Regions from separate parts of the Mus musculus genome. Here all the other regions are linked to region 4. The links are chromatin contacts, called in public ChIA-PET, HiChIP or PLAC-seq and promoter capture Hi-C maps. All regions are on one chromosome and are shown on one strand. The core of a region is the stretch at or near the end of the contact, and the rest is flanking DNA. Distances in the headings are between cores, read along the strand shown. Region 1 has its middle 32 kb from the start of Gm32334. Region 2 overlaps Traf5 (TNF receptor-associated factor 5). Region 3 overlaps Dtl (denticleless E3 ubiquitin protein ligase). Region 4 holds the start of Nek2 (NIMA (never in mitosis gene a)-related expressed kinase 2).

Region 1 (3,101 bases), core at 30-2,529, 300 kb after region 4:
ATCCCACTAGCTTCCTGGAAGTTTTCGAAGGGCAAAGCCCAGTCCCAGAAGCAGTTGGTTGTGAATGACACCTGGAATGGTCAGCGATTGTAGTGAAGAACTGTGGAAATCACTCAGACCCACACCCAGGGACTAAGACACCCAGGAGGCCGGCCGATGGGCCTCTCCCTGTACTGTTCGGTCAGCTGCAGGGAGCTTCCAGGTATTGAGGAGAGGCCCACGTCCACAGACTGCTCCACGGGAAGATAAAGTCCTAGCCACAGCCTCAATCTGAGATCTTGGGAGCACCTGTTAGGACTTGAATATGAAATGTGTCCCACACACTCACTGTTGAAGGATCGGTCCCCAGACAGTGGTGCTATTTTGGGAGGTTCTGGAAACTGTCAGAGGTGGAGCCTAGCTAGAGGAAGGGAAGGAGGCCCCAAGGACAAGTCGGGGAAGAGGAGAGGCTTATCTTTCCTCCAGACCTATCTGTCTCTCTGCTTCTTGGCTGCCGAGTTGGGATCCGCTCCGCTCCATCAGGCCTGCTTCACCATGAGCAAAATAAATTTCGCTTCTCCACAAATTGTTTTTAAGTTACGTATTCTGACAGAGTAGCACATTATCTTCAATGACCTTATTATCACCAAATTCTGGTGACCTCTTCAGACCTAAACCTCGAACAGTAAATACCAAGTCCACTCTTTTTATTATTGTGTCTCCAAGGCCTCTTCCTTCACACTGAATACAGCAGAAGAGAAGCCCCCAGACGAGAGGAGTGTGTTGGAGGGGTGATGTGATTGGACAGGAACAGATGGGAAGGGGCGGGTCCAGAACAGAAAGGGAGGCTACAGTGGGCCAGGTGAAAGATTACGGGGGATTTTGGCAATGCTAAGAAGTTGGAAATTGGTTCAGTCCCTGTCTGCCTCCCTCCTCCAGAAGGCAAGCTGTCTGAGGACAGGAACCTCGGCTTTTTAGTTATTGCGCTGTAATCTCCAGTTCCCGTAACAGCTCTTGACCTCTAGTAGATACTTTATTTAAAAAGTAACAAACAGCCAGGCGTGGTGGCACATGCCTTTAATTCCAGCACTTGGGAGGCAGAGGCAGGTAGATTTCTGAGTTCGAGGCCAGCCTGGTCTACAAAGTGAGTTCCAGGACAGCCAGGGCTATAGAGAAACCCTGTCTTGAAAAACCAAACAAATTTTTGGGATTTTATCATTTAAGTGTTCACACCACCCCTCCCCCATTGAAGACAGCTACATCCTGCAATACATCAAAACAACCACAGAAATACTGTATGTGCTGTGACCGTTAATCTAACTGTCAATTCAGCAGGATCTAGAGCCACTTAGGGGGCTTGCATCTGGGCTTGTCTGTGAGGAGTTTCTAGACCTGGTTAATTGAGGTTGGAGCCTCAGATGTAGTGGAAGTACACATCAGTCTTTGTGCTGGGGGCCTGGACTGAGTAAGAGGAGAAACCTTGCTAAGCCTCAACTCCATGTCAACTTCTTGGTCATGGATACAATGTGACCAGCATGCTCACACTTCTGGAGCTGTGCCTTCCAAATGCCATGATGGATTGTCTTCTCAACCTGTGAGCCAGATCAGACCCTTCCTTGAGTTGCTTTTGTGGTGTTTGTTCGGTACCATCCTCCAAGTGAATTACCCATCATCTTCGTGAGTCTTCAAAGATCATCCTAGCATTGCTAACATTCCTTCATAGAACAAGGGAAAACCCTGGAACCTTCTTTAGTGTATCCAGCAACTCTCCCCAGCCAACTGTACCCAGTCCTGCCCTAACTGTACAGGCCTTGGGGTCTCAGGGAGGGGCTGAAGTGCATAGGCTGGGGAAGCCTAAGGAAAGGAAATTCATGGGGGTGAGGAGCCATCGTCCATGCTGGGGGCAGACCTTCCAGAGAGGTTAGTATGGAGTCACCCATGCTCTGTAAATGATTCTAATAAACGCATAGATTCCCAGAGTGAATTGTGGATTGTATGCAAAGGGAAGAATGTGAGCAGCCTTTGTTAGATGTTTTTGTCAAAGAAATAAGAAATGTAGCTGATACAGGCTGGAAAAGATACAGTGTAACCAGCCACAGTCGCCCACTGCAGACTCACTCTCCTCTCCAGGTGGCAGGTGGACACCCTGGGAGACAAAGACCTCCGTGGTGTGTGTGTGTGTGTGTGTGTGTGTGTGTGTGTGTGTGTGTGTGTGAGAGAGAGAGAGAGAGAGAGAGAGAGAGAGAGAGAGAGAGAGAGGAAGAGAGATCGATCATCACTTCAGTCCATCTAGCTTGCAACAAGACTCAAAACTGGAAGATGAAGGAAAACTGAGCTTGGAGTGACTGTGGCCTGATTCCAGAGCCCAGGCTGCCGTTAGGTACAGAAATGTAGAGCTCAGGGGCCTGCAGGAATATTTTAATTTCTTTTAGAATGAGAAAGGAATAAGAAGAGTATTGATGAATACATGACAAACCCAGGTTGGGTTCTGCTCATCTGTGTGGCCCCACAGCTATCGACTATCACTTTAGGGATGTTTTATGGTATAGAAAGCCATCCCTGAACAACCACAACTTGGTCCCACCTGGCACAGATCTCCTCTAAGGTGCCAGCTACTACTGTCAAGAGCCAGAGAAACAAGAGGTGGGGGAGTCATCTCACTTAGTTTTCTTTTTCTTTTTTTTATTAGATATTTTTCTTTACTTACATTTCAAATGTCTCACTTAGTTTTCTAAACTTGTGTTATAAGAGGGCAAAACTGGTTTGGTGATTTTGCCAAAGCCACAGAGAGCAAACAGCTACACTGAGATCTGAGCTGAGGATGTCTGAGATCTTCCATGGATTATTAGACCTTCCGAGGCCTAGTCATGCCTCGGGATCACAGGCTGGGTTATGCAGGGACACCTTCCCCAGATCTGCCTCTGCCTGCCACAGGCAGTCCTACCCAGAGCCACCCAGCTCCACCCTGTCCTCTGTAAACCCCCATCTAGCCCGTTCCCAGTACCAAGCCCACGTCCCACCCATCTCCTCCCTTAATCACAAAATCTTGGGGAAACAGGGTTGAGTGGTAATGCTCCACCCTAGCAGCAGGCGTGACACCCTGTCCTGCCTGTCAGTCCTTC
Region 2 (2,935 bases), core at 426-2,925, 260 kb before region 4:
CACTCATATGTCAGTTGGTTTTGGTTTTGGTTTTGGTTTTTCCTTTTTAAAGATTGATTGGTTGGCTGATTGATTGATTGATTGATTTATAAGTGTTTTTTTCAAATGTGTATCTGAGTACCATGTGTGTGTACAGTTCCTATAGAGGTCAGAAGAGGGTGTCAGATCCCTTGGAACTGAAGTTATAGATGGTTGTGAGCTATCATGTGGGTAGTGGGATTCAAACCTGAGCCCTCTGCAGGAGCAGCCAATGCTCTTAAGCATTGCATCATCTCTCCAGCCCCTCTTATTCACTTTTGATTCCTGAACCTGGCAGCTGGACATGTCAGGTAGACATATTATCCTGAGAATGAGGGGAGATAGCCAGTGGGGGTGGGGTTGCACATACTTCATAATCTTCAGAGCCCTTGCAGTGCATTCTGTGCCCCTCCCCACCTCCTAACGCTTTTCATGTAGACATACATGGGTCAGTTGGCTTTTCCCTTAGGGAGAAGATAGTCACTGTTATAGGATGTGTGCTGCCCTGCAATCTCAAGTTAGCTTGCTCAGCTCTGCCATGGTAACATCTGCAAACAAATTAACCCAGCTACACTCTGATAAAACTGTATTTACAAAAGCAGTTAGCAGGCCAGCCATCTCTTTGCACATCGTGTTATTTTCTCTTCAGAAGTCCTACAAGGTTGCTACACTGTCACTATTAATTATTGTGTGAAACAGAGAGGCCTAGGGACAAAGTAACTTGCCTGAGTTCATAAGACTATGCAGTGTAAAACCAAAATTTGAATCCAGACTGGTCCACCCCAGAACCCATGGGGTGCCACCCACATACACTGCCTCCCTGTGGGCCGGGAGGAAGCAGGGGCCTGGAGTGACTGTGGCTCCTGCTGATTCCTCAGGGGCATTGACCACTTCCTGAAGTAGGATCCCTCCAAGCCTCAGTTTCCTCCTTTGAAAAATGGGAATGATGGTAATATGTATGCCACAGGAATGTCAGGATTAAAACAAGCTAGGTGTGTGAGGTAGCAAGCCACAGGTAGACATTGCCTCCTACCACATAGTTCTAGCACCTGGGGTCCATGCATGTTTTTCTAAAGTCCCCCTCAGCTGGACCTGTCCTGCCCTGCATCCAGCAGCCCCTTTGCACCACGACGTCATGTGAGGCCCCTACCCCTCCCCTTATTCTCCTTGACCTTATTCACCAAACACCAATTGAGTGCTTTCAGTCAGGTACTGCTGGCTCTGTGGGTGGGGTGTAATAAAAGATGGCTGTCCCAGGAGAAGTTTGTAGACAGTGAGGACACAGAGTTGAGGCTCAAAGCTCTGGAGTCAAGCAGGCCTTTGAGGGGAAAGCTTTGTTGTGACTTCCTGGAGACTTAAAAATATCCCTGGTTGGCTGTGGCTGACTTGAGAGAAGACAGTGTTCCCCAGAATCATCCCTCCCAACTAGGGGACAAAGGCAGGCATGGCTCAGGACAAGTGTGGGTAGTAGCTCTAGAGCTGCCCTGCAACCCTGTCTGGTAAGCTGTTGGAAATGAGGAACTAGAGGCTTCCTGGCCAGCCAGAGAGAAATCACACTTCTCTGAGGAACTAAAGTCCCACCCTCCTGGCTCGTCATTCTTCCTCCCCAACGCTGGCCTTGTCTCATCTCATCTGGGCTGCTGTGGGAGGGACCCCTGCCTTGCAGGGCCTTCCTGTTCAGCTCTGTGGAGAACAGAGAGTTTGTGTTGGTTCTAGCTGAGGATGGGGTTAGAGCAGAGCCCTGCCTGCGGGAACTGCTTCTGCATCTCAGAGGAAGGCTCTTCACTGCCATTGAAAGAAGCTTTGGAAGAGCCTCAGCCAGGCTCAGTGACTCCCTCAGAGACAGACAGTGATGTGGGGCTATGAGCTGAAATGAACCCTTTCCTTCACAAGTTGCTTTTGGTCATAGTGTTTTACCATAGCAGTAGAAGCCCTGACTAGAACACTGCCCTACAGAGGACCTGGTGGGAAGGCGCCGGCTTCTCCACGAGCCTAGGTGAGATTACATCTAACCCACTCGTTGCTAATGGGGATCTAGGGTCTAGAAAACAGTCACAGATGACTATAGGAGATTAAATTAGTTTTAGTTGATCAAATTTATACCTTTACTGGAACTTCCTGCTATTCTTAGCATCATGTCTTATTTTATGAAGTGAAATTCTCATGACATGAATTGCACATAAAATGCATGTCTACCTGTGTATCTCACAGTCATATGCTGGGAGATCCTTGGACAGCTTTTAAATCAGACCTTGATATTACAAAGGACACATGACCTTGGACGATGAAAACAGATAAGAATATATGACTGAGGAATCATGAGTTCCTCTGATAATTTTGTGTGCACATGTGTGTTCATTGGTGCAGTCGTGTATATGTGCATGTGTGCACACTCATGCAAAGAGCAGAGGACAATCTCAGGTTTCTCTCCTCAGATGATATCAACTTTGCTGTTTTGAGACAGGGTCTCTTACTGACCTGGAACTTGCCAAGTAGTCTAGGCTGGCTGGCCAGTGAGGCCCGGGGCTCCTGCTGTCTCCACCTCCCTAGTGCTGGGATTACAAGTGTACACCACCATGCCTGGCTTTAATATGTGGGTTCTGGGGAAGTGAACTCATGTCTTCATGCTTGCAAAGCAAACACTTTACCAACAGCACTATGTGACTTACTCTGGTCCCAGAAATGTAGGTTGTCAGCTGGTTTGACTCATAGTTCACCCATCCCACTGAGATGGTCTGGAAAGCAGCCAGCCCTGGAAAGCCTCCTGCACACACCCTTGGTTTCCTTCCCATCCTGTGTCTCTGCCCCCATTTATTGTTCTTTTCCTGGAGCCAGGGCCTGTTCTCATCTCACCCACCTCCTGGTACAGACCCCAGCAAAGGAAGAGTCTAGGATGGATGTGGGCATGCAGCAAGTG
Region 3 (3,231 bases), core at 715-3,214, 260 kb after region 4:
AATCAGAGGACAACCTTTAGAAGTCATTTTTCTCCACCATGGTCTCTTGTGACCAGACTCAGGCTGCCAAGCTTGCACAGCAAGTGCATTTTTATCTTCCTGACTATCTTGCTCACTAAGTTCATGTTAACATACATGATAGTCATGTTTAGGCTGTTTCCTTAGTAACATCTAGAATTACTGGGAAAAGATTAAGGGACCAGCAACATGGCTCAGTGAGTAAAGGAGCTTTTTCTATCATTCCTGATGCCCTGAAGTTGATCCCTGGAACCCACACAATGGAAGGAAAGAATTTACTCCGGCAAGTTGTCCTCTGACCGCCACATGTGTGCCCATGTTACACACATGGCATGCATGGAGAGATCAAAAACAATTTATGGGAGCCCAGTTCTCTCCTACCATGTGGATTATGAATATTGAATTCAATTCTTCAGGCTTGGCAACAGGTGTCATACTCACTGAAACATCGTACCCAACTAAGGGAATTTTTAAGTGTGGTTTTGTTGGTTTGGTTTGGTTTGAGACAGGATCTCTAAGTAGCCTAGTTGACCTGGAACTTATTATGTAAACCAGGCTGGGCTTGAACTTACGAGAGATTTACCTGCCTCTCCTCCCACCTGCTAAGTCTAAAGGAATGCACCACCATGCCCTGCCTTTGTTTTAATAAATTAAAAAAATATATAACATATATTCTTTTCCCCTTTCCCTTTACTCTTGCCTTCTACCCCTCCCTGGTCTCAAAATCATGGCTTCTCTGTCTTTGTTATTGTTGCATACACACATATGCATGCATGCTAAATATAAATATAACATGTTGTGCTTATTTATTATTTAGTATCTATGACTTCAGGGCTGAGCCCATGGTATGGAATAACTGGAGAATAACTGTCTCCTGCTGTCAGCATTCCTTCATTGCTTAGAGTTGTTTGTCTGTATGTGGGACCCTGGGAGGTTCCCTCTTCCACGTTGGCTTGTCTGTAAGTGTACTGCTTCGGGTCTTGTCTAGGCAGCCATATTGTTAGGATATTAGGGAAGCTTCTTGACACTTTTAGGAGACAGTCTCACAGCAGCTTCAGAAAGGCTAGTTTTAAGTACCTTGTCAAATACCCTGGTGAAGCTATGATGCCCAAAACAGAATTTCCTTTTTTCTTTCTTGTGCTATTAGGATTCCCAGCAGAGTGTTACTGTGGTCCTCTTTCAGGATGAGAATACATTAGTCTCAGCAGGAGCCGTGGATGGGTAAAAGACTATTTCTTCTGCTTTTTACCCCACTGCCTTTGTGAGCTATGGTAGTACCTAATCCCATTGAAGAAGTTAAGTATGTGCCTTATTTTAGACACAGTGGGTGATGGAACTGGGAAGAAGTTTACAGGTCACACTGGAACATAAAAATTGAGATAATACATGTGCACATTGCCTCTGGCACATAGCAGTATCGCTGCTGCAGGGTGGGTAGCTTGCTTGGGATATAAACAGTAAAGTTAAGGCCTGCGTACTTCTATGTGCATGTTATCTACAATTGATCTAAATACTGATGGCCAAATGAGTCTGCAGTGCTTGTTCATTTGTCCTTTACAGAATGCTGTAAAAATAGATTGTTTGTATGCAGGGATCCTTTACATGTACATCTTTGCCTATTTCCAATTATAAATACAATTCTGTATTCAAGTTTTTAATTTTAAAAATGTCTTCCTAAAGGTACTTATTTTATGGTAAATGTGTAGTTCTAGAAAACCCACAAAGTAAAGAGCAAGACAATTATCCCAACAGGAAAAATGAAAATGGTTTTCCTCTTTCACAGGAAAATGTGTTTAGTTAAGGAGTTATGTATAGAAATAAAGCATGGGGTGTACACCCTGTGTTTTGGGGGATATATGCGGTCTTACAGGTTAGGCAGGGTTTTTTCTAGAAGAACAATGGAGCAATGACTGTCGACATGTGACCTCCAGCTTCCTTTTCCCGCTGCCCTGGGATGAGTGTCAGTGACTCATCACTGGGTCATGTCACATCTGTTTCCCTTTGTACGAGCTATAAGCTTGACACTGGAAACAATTTCATATGAAATAGTTAAATTGATTGGATTCCAGTGAGTTGTTCTCCGTGTACCTGGCAGTGTGCCGGAGGACATAGATTAAAAGTCACTTCATACGCGTGTAAGTAACATTGTTAGGATAGGTGTAGACTGGAGTCAAACCACCCCTTTCCCAGGGTCACAATAAGACCATCTGTGTGTTAGATGTTTACATTATGATTTGTAACAGTAGCAAGATTACAGCTGTGAAGTAGCCATAGAAATAATTCTATGGTTGGGGGTCACTACAACACGCGGAATTGTATTAAAGGGCCATAGCATTAAGAAGGTTGAGAACCACTGGTCTAGATGGTTTATGAAGTATTTGTCTTGATTTTTAGAATAATCAAAGTATGGGATTTGCGCAAGAATTACACTGCTTATCGACAAGAACCCATAGCATCCAAGTCTTTCCTGTACCCAGGTACCAGCACTCGAAAGCTAGGTAAGCCTTTGTAGAATTTGGGATGTAATGAATTTCCCTTAGAAATCAAAAAGACTTAAAGTGTTAATATAAGGCTAATTTCAGCAAAAACTTGAGAAAGAGTTAAGGACATGGATGTCAAGATAAAAATCTTAATAAAGTTTTCATTTCTTTATATTTTTGAAACAGAATTATGGCATGAACTGCTTTTGGCCCCACACTTTAACCTCACTGACAGTCTATTATTAACTTCTCTCAGGATACTCGAGTTTGGTTTTAGACTCTACTGGCTCTACTTTATTTGCTAACTGCACAGATGACAACATCTATATGTTCAATATGACTGGCTTAAAGACTTCTCCGGGTAAGTTGTTATTCAAATTCTCTTTTGTTAATGATATGACTATTCAAATCTCTCTTCAAAAGACAAAATCAGCTGGGAAATCTAGCTCTTGTACTTGTCTGGTGATCTAGGTTCAATCCCCAGTACAACCATAAAAATGAAAGGAAAGAAGAATACTTTATGGCCTGCAAAGATGGCTTAGTTGGTAAAGTGCTTGCCACACAGACATGAGGACCTGAGTTTAATTTAGATCACTAGCACCCACGTGTAATCTTTGCTGGGGAAGTCCTGGGAGACTCCTGGGGCTTATGGCCAGAGCTAGCCTTGTAGAATTGGCGAGCTTCAGGTTCAGTGAAAGAGACTTATCTAAGGTTGGCAATGGAAAAGACACCT
Region 4 (2,970 bases), core at 450-2,949:
CCATACACATAGCACTCACTCACAAGACACATATACTATATATACATAAATAATAAACATTTTTAAATACATAATACATATAAAAGACTTTGGGGTGTAACTCAAATGCCTGAGGGCCTAGGTTCAATCCCCAACATTAGGGGAACAAAGTCAAACTCAAACTTAAATTGTATTGTGAATTCTGAGCTACTGGATTTACTAGCAACCCAAGCCTCAGTTCTTTGCATCTGAATGCTTCACCTAAGATATTAAAAAGTTGAATTCTAGGCCAGGTGTGGTAGCTCACACCCTTATTCCCGGCATTTGGGAGGCAGAGGCAGGAGAATCACTTTGAGTTCAAGGACAGCCTGGTCTACAAAGTGAGTTCCAGGACAGTCAGGGCTACACAGAGAAATCCTGTCTCAGGGAAAAAAAAAAAGTTGAATTCTAAAATACTCACAGGAGACATGTAATAGGGTGTGCCAACAAACGTTTTTGCAAAACTCGTGTCGTGATTTAATATTCTAGCTAGTCCAAAGTCCCCCAGCTTGACATTGTGTTTGCTGTCCAGGAAGACATTGGCTGGCTTCAGGTCCCGGTGAAGCACAGTGTGGCCACCATCGCTCCTTCTGTGACACTCTTTCAGGGCCAGCGTCAACTGAGTCATCACTCGAAGGACAAACTCTTCCTCCAAGTACTGTCTGGAGAAAAAGCACATTTCACAACCCTGAATAAAAGCCATCTTCAATCTGGGGCAAGTCATTCAGAGCGTACAAACATGGAAGTTAATTATTATTAGATACGAACCGTGGGGCTCTTTCACCTTACCTATCCTTGGTCCCCTTTGAAATGACACTAGCCAGGTCCCCTCCCTCACAGTATTCCATTACGATGTACAGGGTTGTGTTGGTTCGGTCAATAATGCGATCATAGTAACTGACGATGTTTGGATGTTTCAGCTCCCGAAGCAAGTTCACTTCAGACACAAGCATCTGCTTCTCCACCTCCGTCATGGAGCCATAGTCAAGCTCTTTCCACACCAGGATCTGAAATACAACATTTCCAAGGTGTGAGACAAAGGGTGAAATTTCCAAAGTTGAAAAACAAAACACTAACAACTCAATGGGTGTGTCAGTGAGGGAGTCGAGACCGGGTTAATTTAGTGGGAAGACCCACCCGAAATGTGGGCGGTACCATCCCCAGCGCTTGAGTCCGGGACGGCGTGTGGCGCAGCGGCGAAGCAGGTCACGTGAGCTCGTCTTTCTGCTCGCCGCGGATTCGCGCCTCCACCGGTTCCCAGCCGCGGCTGCCCGCTCCACGAGCCCGTCCCTTCTTAGGAGGCTACAGCCCGGTCCTTCACGAGAGTTCAGGTGGCCGCCCTGCCCCTCCCCAGCGTGGGCGACGCTTGCTTCTCCCTAAGCCCGCCGTGGAAGGGCTGCCCGGCGCCTCACCTTGCCGTCGCTCTTCCTCCGAATCTTCTGACAGCGGCCGTAGGAGCCGGTGCCGATGCTGTGCAGCACCTCGTAGTCCTCCACCCGGGACGGCATGGCGAGCGGCCACCCTGGCAACCACACCACCGCGCCGCTCGGAGCCCAGGCTCGCCCGCTGCAGGCCAACCGCGCCGAAACCCGAGCCCCTCGTCTGCCTGCCTGAGTCGGCGAGCAACCGGCCACCGGGTCAACCGTCGCGGGCTTCGGCCTCGCATTCTATTGGTCCACAGCGAAGGTGCATCTCAACTCTGATTGGCTGAGAAAACACAACACTGCTAGGCATCCTGGGAAAATGCGTGTCGCTAGGCAACCGCGTCGGCGTTGGTGTCTGCGTCTAGCTGCTCTACGGAATACGAGCCGCGCCGAAAACCCCTGGGATTTGGGATCGCAAAGCCTGTTGGGGCCTCGGTAATTCCATTCCTTGGCTGAAGTCGCTATGGTAACGGATGTCCGAGGCTCTGGACTGGAGACACTGGCCTTTTGACCTTTCCACTTTGACCCCACCCTTTTCCGACTCCTCTGCACTCGGGTCCTGAACCTAAGCCCTTGTGTGTTGAGGATTTGATGACCCTGAGGGTGCGGTGAGTGCACCGAGCACTTTATAGTCCTCACACCTAGAGAGCCAGAATCCCTGTTCCAGCCCGGCTTGGTGGCGCGCTCAGGCAGATCTCTGTGAGCTTGAGGACATCCAGAGCTTTGTAGAGGGTCCCTGCCTTACCCCCACCCGCGAGAAAGACACCCCACGCCCAGAGAGAGAGAGAGACAGAGAGAGAGAAACTAGGCCCAACTGCCCAGAAGAGAACTAATTAAAAAATAATAAGAATAAAGGATATTCATAGTAATAACGCAGAGTTGACATGTGTTTTCTGAGCACAGTTAGCATAGTCTAGATCTCTGAACATTAAACTGAGAGACCTGTTGAACATAGAAACGTATCCAAAGCTTAGGGACTGAGTATGGAAGCATTCAGAACAGAGTCACCACACTGCCAAATTGTACTTCTAAGACATCTACCAAAAAAGTGTGTTAGGAAAAAAAAAAAAAAAAAGGTGTTCCCTAATAGCCAATCCGGGAGCTGCATGCAGTTTGCTGACTTGAGCTCACATAGCCAGTGACATGGCCCCGCTTTGACTTGGGGAAGGGGAGCTAAAGGCTTCCATCCAGAGCAGGTGGGGGGTAATGTGCATTACCAGAAAGCTAATAATCTGCTGCATAAATGGGTCATTGTTCTTAAAATATCTGTTCATGCTGTGATTGAAAAAGAACCCAATGTCCTATTAATAAGAATTAGAAGCCTCCTTATGTTAAAAATAAATGTATTTTGTGCGCTGAATTTAGTATAAGCTAATTGGAATTGCCAGCCAGGAGAACTTTTAAATTAGCATTCAAGGACATTGTCACACCTCAAAGGGGTAGGATTAATTTAGGTCTCAGAAATTATATAAGGAGCTACAAATGCCTGAGGTCATTTATATGGTGTGTGTGTGTCATATGTGATGTG

Evidence for each region. Promoter capture Hi-C pulls out the DNA fragments that hold promoters and counts their contacts. ChIA-PET counts read pairs in DNA pulled down with a chosen protein or histone mark. HiChIP or PLAC-seq counts read pairs in DNA pulled down with a chosen protein or histone mark.
Region 1: an H3K27ac HiChIP or PLAC-seq map of double positive thymocytes shows a contact between it and region 4, with 6 times the contacts expected there. The contact joins the enhancer-like site here to the promoter of Nek2 in region 4. A contact is called at or near these places in 2 of 39 promoter capture datasets (the 3T3-L1 cell line and stem cell-derived epiblast-like cells), 1 of 484 Hi-C or Micro-C datasets (bone marrow-derived macrophages), 6 of 115 datasets of contacts at active chromatin or transcription factors (craniofacial prominence, double positive thymocytes, embryonic stem cells and 1 more) and 2 of 9 other capture datasets (adipose tissue and embryonic stem cells).
Region 2: a contact with region 4 is called in an RNA polymerase II ChIA-PET map of effector CD8 T cells, with 11 read pairs. The contact joins the enhancer-like site here to the promoter of Nek2 in region 4. A contact is called at or near these places in 12 of 39 promoter capture datasets (the C10 cell line, the HPC-7 cell line, cranial neural crest and 8 more), 12 of 484 Hi-C or Micro-C datasets (the 4T1 cell line, the N1E-115 cell line, bone marrow-derived macrophages and 5 more), 15 of 115 datasets of contacts at active chromatin or transcription factors (the 230-238 cell line, the HPC-7 cell line, T-cell acute lymphoblastic leukemia and 8 more) and 2 of 9 other capture datasets (adipose tissue and macrophages).
Region 3: a contact with region 4 is called in a promoter capture Hi-C map of the HPC-7 cell line. The contact joins the enhancer-like site here to the promoter of Nek2 in region 4. A contact is called at or near these places in 11 of 39 promoter capture datasets (the C10 cell line, the HPC-7 cell line, cranial neural crest and 6 more), 2 of 15 datasets of contacts at CTCF or cohesin (CD8 T cells and embryonic stem cells), 4 of 484 Hi-C or Micro-C datasets (bone marrow-derived macrophages, natural killer cells, regulatory T cells and 1 more), 24 of 115 datasets of contacts at active chromatin or transcription factors (the HPC-7 cell line, the SCID.adh cell line, bone marrow-derived macrophages and 16 more) and 4 of 9 other capture datasets (adipose tissue, liver, macrophages and 1 more).

What each region holds. Positions count from the first base shown.
Region 1 is chr1:191,518,114-191,521,214 of GRCm38.p6, reverse strand. No RefSeq gene overlaps it. Among named protein-coding and RNA genes, the nearest start is that of Gm32334, 32 kb to the right of the region's middle. Within about 2 kb of position 1,279, at least 38 of the 459 cell types and tissues checked have an H3K27ac peak or open chromatin away from gene starts, as enhancers often do. A contact at or near this core is called in double positive thymocytes, where this site is marked.
Region 2 is chr1:192,077,276-192,080,210 of GRCm38.p6, reverse strand. The region is part of intron 1 of Traf5 (TNF receptor-associated factor 5); the gene reads left to right. Among named protein-coding and RNA genes, the nearest start is that of Traf5, 14 kb to the left of the region's middle. Within about 2 kb of position 1,675, at least 161 of the 459 cell types and tissues checked have an H3K27ac peak or open chromatin away from gene starts, as enhancers often do. A contact at or near this core is called in the 230-238 cell line, the HPC-7 cell line, T-cell acute lymphoblastic leukemia and 7 more, where this site is marked.
Region 3 is chr1:191,556,069-191,559,299 of GRCm38.p6, reverse strand. Dtl (denticleless E3 ubiquitin protein ligase) reads left to right here. Exons shown (of 15, transcript NM_029766.3): 8 at 1,166-1,239; 9 at 2,413-2,516; 10 at 2,755-2,859. Among named protein-coding and RNA genes, the nearest start is that of Dtl, 18 kb to the left of the region's middle. Within about 2 kb of position 1,964, at least 37 of the 459 cell types and tissues checked have an H3K27ac peak or open chromatin away from gene starts, as enhancers often do. A contact at or near this core is called in the HPC-7 cell line, adipose tissue and bone marrow-derived macrophages, where this site is marked.
Region 4 is chr1:191,820,202-191,823,171 of GRCm38.p6, reverse strand. It overlaps Nek2 (NIMA (never in mitosis gene a)-related expressed kinase 2), which reads right to left and starts at 1,699. Exons shown (of 8, transcript NM_010892.3): 1 at 1,431-1,699; 2 at 808-1,025; 3 at 440-680. The coding sequence starts at 1,526.